2 separate regions of the Sus scrofa genome follow, and region 1 is linked to region 2. A link is a contact called in public Hi-C data. All regions are on one chromosome and are shown on one strand. The core of a region is the stretch at or near the end of the contact, and the rest is flanking DNA. Distances in the headings are between cores, read along the strand shown.

Region 1 (4,597 bases), core at 1,101-3,600, 230 kb after region 2:
TTCCTCGTATGTGGACGCGTGGCGTGGCATTGAGGGCCCCCCTGGATAATCCAAGAGAATCTCTTTCTCAAAATCCTTCACTTAATCACATTGCAAAGTCTCTTCTGCCCTGTATGAGGTAACAGTCCTGGTTCTGGGGCCATTATTCACATGACAAGGTAGACAGCAAGAAGCTCTCTGGGGTCCTGGGCCAGTGGCATGACTTGGTCAAGTTCTGGACCAACTTGGAGCAGCACCGGACCCAGCTGGGCCACATGCACTGCCCAGGCCTCTGTGTCTGGCCCAGACAGTCTCCAAGGGCACAGTTAGTATCTTAGTCTGTTGGATTCCCAGTGCCTGGCACATGGCAGGCGCTGGGTTGTTGGTTGTGTCTTCGTGCATGCAGGCAGGCGCTGATGTGCTGTGTGTGTCCCTTTAGGCCATGGCGAGTGTCACTGTGGAGAATGCAAGTGCCACGCAGGTTATATTGGGGACAACTGTAACTGCTCAACAGACATCAGCACATGCCAGGCCAGGGATGGCCAGATCTGCAGCGACCGGGGGCACTGTGTCTGTGGGCAGTGCCAGTGCACGGAGCCAGGGGCCTTTGGGGAGAAGTGTGAGAAATGCCCGACCTGCCCTGACGCCTGCAGCACCAAGAGGTAAAGACCCTCCCCACAGCCCTCTCCACTGCCCCCCACACCCCACCTTCTTCTGCAGACCAGGCCTGACATCCGGCCACCAGCCCTCAGCACCGGCCAGCCTCTCACTCCCCATCTCAGGCACCTTCCCACTCGGCCTTGCTGGAGAGTGAAACTCTTACTAACATTAACTAGAATAGTGTCTTTGAAACACTGGTGTCATGGGGATTTTGTTTAAAAAATAAAAATAAAAAGCGAAACATGGAGTTCCCGTCATGGGAACGAATCCGACTAGGAACCGTGAGGTTGCGGGTTTGATCCCTGGCCTTGCTCAGTGGGGGTTAATGATCCGGCATTGCCGTCAGCTGTGGGTAGGTTGCAGATGCGGCTCGGATCCCACGTTGCTGTGGCTCTGGTGTAGGCTGGTGGCTACAGCTCTGATTTGACCCCTAGCCTGGGAACCTCCATATGCCGTGGGAGCGGCCCAAGAAATGGCAAAAAAAAAAAAAAAAAAAAAAAAGAGCAACAGCAGCAGCAAAACAAGACTCTTACTCTGTTCCTAAGCAAGTTCAGAACCACTGAGTTAAAGGCAGTTAAACTGATTCTGGTACCAACATAGCATCTTCTTGAGCCTTTATTGGGCCACTGCGTATTTCAAAAGGGATTCCCCCCATGCATCTTGTTTTCCAAATGAATTTGCTTCCTGCCCTCCCCCACCATTAACATCTCCCAACATGGTTTCACAAGCCACTCACATGGGAAAGGCTGCTTTAAACAAACCATAGTCAGAAGGTAAATTGGATGGGAGGGCACCCGACCTAGATAAGGCATGCCAGGAACCAACTGCAGTGGCTTTTGAATTTTCTGCTCCATTTGTACAGATAATGGAGCGGGTCTCTGTGCCGCTGCTGAATGCAGAGCTTGTCCAGACGCAGGCTCCAGGCCTTCCCCGACTCAGCCATGGGGTCACGTTCCCCTGTGGACCTCCCCACAGCTCTGCCAGTCTGCCTGGGTGTGCATGAGAGGAGGGCATTGAAGACATCCAGGAGTGATGTCCTCGGAAAGCAAGAGTGACAGTTTCTGTTGAATTCCGCCAAAAAAGCAGCTGTGCCGTCACCATCCGAGCACGAAGGGGCCAGGAGGGAGGGGCACAGATAACTAGAAACAAATAATAATACAGACGTTGTTTCCCTTTGGCTGGGAGACACAAATGTGCAATTTTTTTGGCAGATGGCCCTTCCAAATGCCTGGCTCGGGTTCATAATGAGAGGAGTCTGTACTCCCTGAGCTGCCGCGGCTGCCGGTCAATCCATACTCAGAGATGCTCTGGGCGGCAGAACCCCTGGTTGGACATCGGCCACAATAATCCAGCCGTGGGTAATTGAAAGCTGGCTGCAGATGGAGAGACAAGATAGACAGGGCCAGATTTTACTTTGTGTGATTAGAAGAGGCCAGGCAGGGTAAGGGAGAGGGAACACAGAGTCTCTGTAGACCTGCTAAGAGCAGAGAAACAACAGAAGTCCAAATAGAAGCCACCCAGCGGAGGAGCGGAGGATCCTGGATCTGGAGCCCACAGAGCAGTGGAATCACATCTGAGCCTGGACTCACAGCCAGTTAATGCCTGAGGGAGGTGCCATCCCCACAGCTCGCAGCCGCAGAACCCTTCAGAGTATAGGCTCCAGTCCTTGGGGTAGAGGAAGTTGATGCGGGGTGGAGGGCAAGCTAGGACAACACACATGGAACTAATAAAAGCTGATAAAGCCCGTTGCTTCCCTTCCTCTGGCGCACAAGGCGGTAGAGGACTGGCTTGGGTCAGTTAAAAGGCCCCGGAGGAGATAGCCTTCCCCTTAAATGTTTAAAGCGTTCATTTGCTAGAGACGTGGACTGGGTGATTTGGTATCCATTAAGCAATTCCAGAGGAGCAAGGAGCAGAGAGACGCGGTAAATGAACCTCCTTACTCCCTCTTGTGTCCGAGCCACACTGACCCTCTGTCTCATTTACCGCCTCATTGTAATTTTTTTTTTAAGCAAAGTCTTTTTGATAGTGCCTTATGTCAAGCTGTTTCTATTTGCTGCTTTGCTGAGACCCACCAGGTTTGGAATGTCTCCTGTCCATTTTGGGGTTTTTTTTTTGGCCACACCTTTGGCATGTGGAAGTTTCCAGACCAGGGATTGAAGTCATGTCACAGCAGTGACCCACACTGCTGCAGTGACCATGCCGGATCCTTAACCTGTTGCACCACAAGGGAACTCCCTTTCTGTCCGTTTTTCCTCTGAGGTTTGAGAGCAGCCAATCTGTCCTTTCTCGAACTAACCAAACATACCCTTCACCTTGGGTGAGTTCATGTTCAGCCTCAGCTGATTTCAATTAACAGGCTCCCTGAGCAAAGTCTGTCTCAGCAACCTGTTTGTTTAAAGGCCAGGCTTATTTTAATACATGAGCACAACATATCACAAGTTTCAACCGAGTACGTGGAGCACACAGGTTAAACTGATAATGTCTGCACGGATGATCAGGGCATGTTCCCTGGAAGCGGCCTTGTGGTTTCATGACAACAGGGGGCGCAGATGGAGGGCAAGGTGAATCGGAGCAGAGACTGGCAGCAGCCAGCTTTCTTTGCAATGTGTTAATCCCTGGTGGTGGTGGCGGGGCAGCAGATCAGCATGAATAAGCAGAGCTGGAGCCACTCCTTCCTGGTCCCTAGCCAGGTCGCAGTTCCCTGCCCACTGGGGCTGTGGCCTCGGGAGAAATGCAAAAACTACCACCTTGTTTGTAACCGCAAGATGTTTCCGTGAAAGCCTTCCCAGGAGAGTGGGATTTTGTGGCCAATTCTGGGATAGTTGAATTCTTAAGCATATTATTTTTTAATTTATTTTTATGTATTTATCTTTAGGGCCACACCTGTGGCATATGGAGGTTCCCAGGCTAGGGGTCAAATCGGAGCTACAGCTGCCAGCCTGTGCCACAGCCACAGCAACACCAGAGCCGAGCCGTATCTTCAGCCTACATACACCACAGCTCACAGCAACGCTGGATCCTTAACCCACTGAGCGAGGCCAGGGATCGAACCCATGTCCTCATGGATACTAGTCGGGTTTGTTACCACTGAGCCACAACAGAAACTCTGAATTCTTAAGCATGTTACAAGCCCGGTAAGACGGTTTTGTACTTTCTTTCCACCATCTGCTCGTTCTTTGCTCCTTTGTGGTCAGAAAGTGGAGCAAGGCCTCGGGAGGGACTTGTCTGAGAGGCAGGGCACCTGGGTGCTGGACCCCACTACCATTGATTTCTCATGTCCCTTGCCTGTACAAGAAGAGCGACTTAATACAAGGCTCCCAGCTCCCTCCAGGCCTGACGCACCACTGCACGGTTTCTGCCCCAGACATGCAGTAGCTGGTCTCCTTGTCCCGAGGGGCTTAAACATGATCATAATGAAGGTGATGCCTGGCGGTTGTATATCCCTCCCTGTTTTTGCCAGAGAGCTTTCCAGACACACAGCTCCCTTGGCCGCCGCAGGCCTGGGGGGTAGGGAGGGCGGCTGTCCCCCACTTGGCCAAGGCTCTGTGAGGCCACCTGCCACCCTCTGGTGCCAGGGCACCGCTGCAGGGAGGTGGCGGCCCTCCCAGCATGCTTGGCTCTTGCTTCCCTTGCCCTGTTTTCCCAAGGAGGCCCTGTTTTGGGGGTTCTCACCCTCCTTGTGGGCCACCGGGCACTATCATCTCGCAAAGTCCCTGCAAGGCCACTGTCAGCAGGTTGTTCTGTTCCAGCCCACTTCTCCCTGGAGTTGAGTCCCCACCATCCCATTTATGCTCCCACAGCCCCAAAGTCCCCCAGAGGGGTCAGGACCCTCTCTCCCTCCACAGAAACTTTACAGACCCTTCGAGCTTAGCTCCTTTGCTGGAGCTCTGTCTGGGAGGGGGAAGGGGGCGAGGGCCTGGGAGTCTCTAGGATAGTGGTTCCCGCTGGCCCTCCCCTT
Region 2 (4,460 bases), core at 1,014-3,513:
GTCGTGGCTCAGTGGTAAACGAATCCGACGAGGAACCATGAGGTTGCGGGTTCGATCCCTGGCCTGGCTCAGTGGGTTAAGGATCCGGCATTGCCGTGAGCTGTGGTATAGGTTGCAGACGTGGCTCGGATCCCGCGTTGCTGTGGCTCTGGTGTAGGCCGGTGGCTACAGCTCCGATTCGATCCCTAGCCTGGGAACCTCCATATGCTGCAGGAGCAGCCCAAGAAATGGCAAAAAAGACCAAATAAATAAATAAATAAATAAGTGCCTGCGCACATGATCTACGGTGTCTCTGGGACACATGTTCAATCCCCATCCCAGCACGTTAAGGAGCCGGCATTTGTGGTATAGGTCACTCAGATCTGATCCCTGGCTTGGACACTCCTTATGTCTCAGGGTGGTGAAAACAGAATAAAATGAGCACTTGCCTGTATGCTGGAAATGAGAAAACATGAACTTGGTGTGGAGAGATGAGCAGGAACCAGCCTTGGATCTCCAGTTAGGAACAAAGGGAGTCACTGTAGGTTGTGGGGTGTTTTGTTGTTGTTGTTGTTTTTGTTTTGAAGTGGAAAATGGCATGATCGGCTTTGGTTTTTGACGTGAGTGGGCAAGACTGGGTGCAGGAAAACCAGTGGAGAAGTGATTACGCTTGTCCAGTCAGGAGTAGATGGTGGCTGCGGGTGGCGTTGGTGGAGATAAAGGGAAGTCGACAAATTCAAGAGGTTGGTCTTTTGTCCTCACTTTTTTAAAAAGGGAAGCTTGAATACGTGTGTCAGGAGGTGAGGGAGAGAATTAACTCATTCCCTGGTTTGGCTTTGTTTCCTGTACATCTTAATGCTGATGGTTTTTCATAGTAATCAGATTTCTGTGCTGTTTATTTCAAGAAGGGACATGCAAATGGTTGCATGACCTGGATTTGCTCTTTGCTCACAACCTCTGTGCACTATCCTTGATTTAACCTGAATACCTTGAGAGCACAGTTCCATCCTAACTTACCATAGAAAGCCTGGTTATTGCCACCCCCCTCTTTTTCATCCTGGACCTTACAACCTGAGAGCATGATTTTAATTATATTTTCACAGCAAGAAATTGACCATAATATTTAACAGAGTTTTTTTAAAATATGATTTTTCCAGAAATGCATAGGTATAAAACCAATTCATTTAAATTTTCACATTGTTTATTATATATGATATGTGCTTGCTCATATGACTGCTAATTTCTGGTAATTAAATTCAGTGTGTCTGTGTTGAGACTACCCAGTGCCAGAGTGGGTTATGCAGTGATTCCCAGACTCTGGGTAATAGTTCTTATAAAATTAGGGAATTTAGTTTAGGGTTGCCTCCTTTTTATTTTATCAAGTAAGAACCTGAAACCAAATTTTTGAAAATGTTATATCTGCTGTCACCATCAATTAAAAAAATTAGGAATTCCCACTGTGGTTAAGTGGGTTAATGATCCACTTGTCTCCGGAGGCACCAGTTTGATCCCCAGCCCAATGCAGTGGGTTCAGGATCCTGCGTTGCTGCAGAGTAGGTTGCAACTCTGGCTCAGATTCAATCACTGGCCCAGGAATTTCCATATGCCTCAGGGGCTGCCAAAGGAAAACAAACAAACAAACAAAAAACAGAAAAATTAAAAAAAAAAAAGTTAACACCAAAAGGTGGAAAGTAGTCAAGAAAATATTCTCTTTTTCCCCCAATTACTTTCTAAAACACAGTTTTACTGGAGGCATAATTTACAAATAGTAAAATGCCCCTATATTAAGTGAAGAACAAAAAGTAGGAAGAACCAAATCTTAGTATTAAAACAGGGGGGGAAAAGCCCCCTGTTAGTTTTTGAAAATGCCTGCATCTCTTTTATTTTTCTCTTCTGAGTGTGGCTTGGTGACAGGGTCCTCAGGTGGATCTGCAGGTGGCATTTGGGAGCTCTCATTCTAGGCGTGGCTGAGAAAGGAAAACTCATCTCAAAGTAGTGTTGGGGGGGTGAGGATCATTTTTCCTCTACCTTCTAGATTCTTGGCTGAGGACCTCACCCCCACCCCACTCCGCTGTAAAACCCAGAATAACAGGAGGAAAAAAAAACATTTTAATTGCATGCGTACACATGGGAAACCACAAAAATGTGAGACTCAAGGCAGCCAGATGACTGAAACTTATCCACCCACCCACCCCTCTGAGCCGAGAAAAGGGCTAGAGGTCTAGGGCTTCAAACGGGAAAAGATGGGTCACAGGGAAGTAAGAAGAGGAAATGGTGGGGAGACAAACGTTGCGTGCCAGGCAGGTGTGTCTCTTAGGTAAACACGTTATCTCTGGTATCAGCTCTCTTCCTGGTACGGGCTTCTTTCTAATACGTAAATTTCCCGTACAAAAGGGTAAGGAATACTCAGTTTTCAGAGCTTCTCCAGTGTCTGCAGTTTCTCAAAATATCAGCTCAAAATAATATATCTATCTAAGGGGCACATTTTGAGGTGGCTCATTCTGCTCCCCTTCAACTGAGAAAAGGCAGAGCTGACTCCAAGCAGCCCTTCCTGGGGGCCCAGCAAATAAAAAGGGGGTCACCAGCTGAGGCACCAGGGTAGCCACGGGGTAGGAAAGGGACCATTTGACTGTTTGTTTTAATTCCTTTATTCATTCATGACCTCTTAGCCATCCACTGTTTTCCTTTCTAAACCTGTTTAGCTTATCAGCTCATCACCGTGGTGATCGCCGCAGCGGGAGGTGGGCTTCTGCTCATTCTGGGCATCGCGCTGATTGTTACCTGCTGCCGGTGAGTACCAGGCATCCCCATTTTTTCCCTTTTCAAGAATGTCTGGGGTGGTTTACAGGATTAAACCGTAAGGTATGACTGAACCATGAAAAACCATGATAGGTAGTGCCATCAGGGAAAGAAAAGGACAGGAAATGGGATTTCTACTAAAAAAGAATACCCCAAACACAAGCCACAGAAGAAAAAAGAGACAGATTGCATTTTATCAAAATTGAAAACTTGTCTGCTTCAAAGCACACTCTCAAGAAAGTGAGAAAAGACAACCCACAGAAGGGGAGAAAGTACGAATTTATGAATCTAGGCTTATGACTCTAGACTGGACTCTAGAACATATAAAGAATTCTTATTCACAGTAATAAAAAAGTAACTCCATTTAAAAGTAGGTAAAAAACTTGAATAGACATTTCTCCAAAGAAGATAGGCAAATAGCCAGTAAACATATGAAAAGAGCTTCAACATCATTAGTCATCAGGGAAAGGCAATCACAATCCACATTGGAAACCATTTCACACCCACTAGAATGTTTATTAAAAATAAACAAAACCCAGAAAACAGCAAGTATTGGGGAGAATGTGGGAAAATGAGAACACTCGTCACGGCTGGTGGAAACGTGAACTGCTGTAGCCACTTTGAAAAAGGTCTGGCAGTTGCTCAGAAAGTTAAGCAGAATTACCATTTGACCCAGCACTTCCACCAGGAATGGCAAGCTATGTCCACAGAGAAACTTGTACAGAAGTGTTCATAGCAGCATTGTTTGTGATAGCCAAAAGGCGAAAAAGAACCCATTATCTGTCAACTGATGGATAGCTAGAGAAAATGTGATATATCCATGTGATGGAATGTTATTCACCCTAAAAAGGAATAAAATAATGAAACACACTATAAAACCTGCATGAACCTTAAAAATAGTATGCTATGTGAATTAAGCCAGTCACAAAAGACCACGTGTATGGTTCCGTTTATTTGAAATGACCAAACTAGACAAATGAAATAGAAAGTAGATTAGCGGTTGCCTAGGGCAGGGTGGGCGGGGGATGAACTGGAGAGTAATGGCTAAGCAATGTGAGATTTCTTTCTGGAATGATGCAATTGTTTGTTCTAAAACTGATTATGATGATGGTTGTGCAACTCTGTACTAAAAACCATTGCCTTGTGCCCCCCCCCCTTTTTTTTTTGGTCTTTTAAGGGCCACACCCATGGCATATGGAAGTTCCCAGGCTAGGGGTGAAATCAGCGGCTGGCCGCAGCCACAAACACAGCACTGCAGGATCCAAGCCACATCTGCAACCTACACCACAGCTCATGGCAACACCGTATCATCAACCCACTGAGTGAGGCCAGGGTTTGAACCTGCATCCTCATGGATACTGGTCAGCTTTGCTACCACTGAGCCACAATGGGAACTCCCTGCCTTGTGCACTTTAAATGAGAAAATTAAGAAACAAATGAAGATGGAAGAAGTTGCCTGAAGTATTTAGCAGTGGAGAGGTGACAGGCATGTGGATGAGCAGATGGTAGTGAACTTGGCTCTAGACATCTTGGACAGCAGTGGGACTGGATTTCTACTGGAAAAGCAAGGAAAAAGAAAATTGTTCCCTTCTCTATGCCTATTCAGATAAAGGAAAACTCAAACCTTTGATTAGATGATAATAAATGGCAGGAATTATCCTGACATAACAGATGGAGGGAAC

The links. Hi-C and Micro-C count contacts between places; a contact is called where the count stands out from the background.
Region 1: a Hi-C map of retroperitoneal adipose tissue shows a contact between it and region 2, with 2.2 times the contacts expected there. The contact joins two enhancer-like sites. A contact is called at or near these places in 10 of 47 Hi-C or Micro-C datasets (embryonic fibroblasts, fetal heart ventricle, heart right ventricle and 5 more) and 1 of 2 datasets of contacts at active chromatin or transcription factors (skeletal muscle).

Annotation. Positions count from the first base shown.
Region 1 is chr13:135,577,036-135,581,632 of Sscrofa11.1, forward strand. ITGB5 (integrin subunit beta 5) reads left to right here. Exons shown (of 15, transcript NM_001246669.1): 11 at 419-641. Among named protein-coding and RNA genes, the nearest start is that of UMPS, 71 kb to the right of the region's middle. Within about 2 kb of position 2,351, at least 40 of the 83 cell types and tissues checked have an H3K27ac peak or open chromatin away from gene starts, as enhancers often do. A contact at or near this core is called in retroperitoneal adipose tissue, where this site is marked.
Region 2 is chr13:135,345,103-135,349,562 of Sscrofa11.1, forward strand. It overlaps HEG1 (protein HEG homolog 1), which reads left to right. Exons shown (of 17, transcript XM_021070219.1): 15 at 2,682-2,769. Among named protein-coding and RNA genes, the nearest start is that of MUC13, 69 kb to the right of the region's middle. Within about 2 kb of position 2,264, at least 13 of the 83 cell types and tissues checked have an H3K27ac peak or open chromatin away from gene starts, as enhancers often do. A contact at or near this core is called in retroperitoneal adipose tissue, where this site is marked.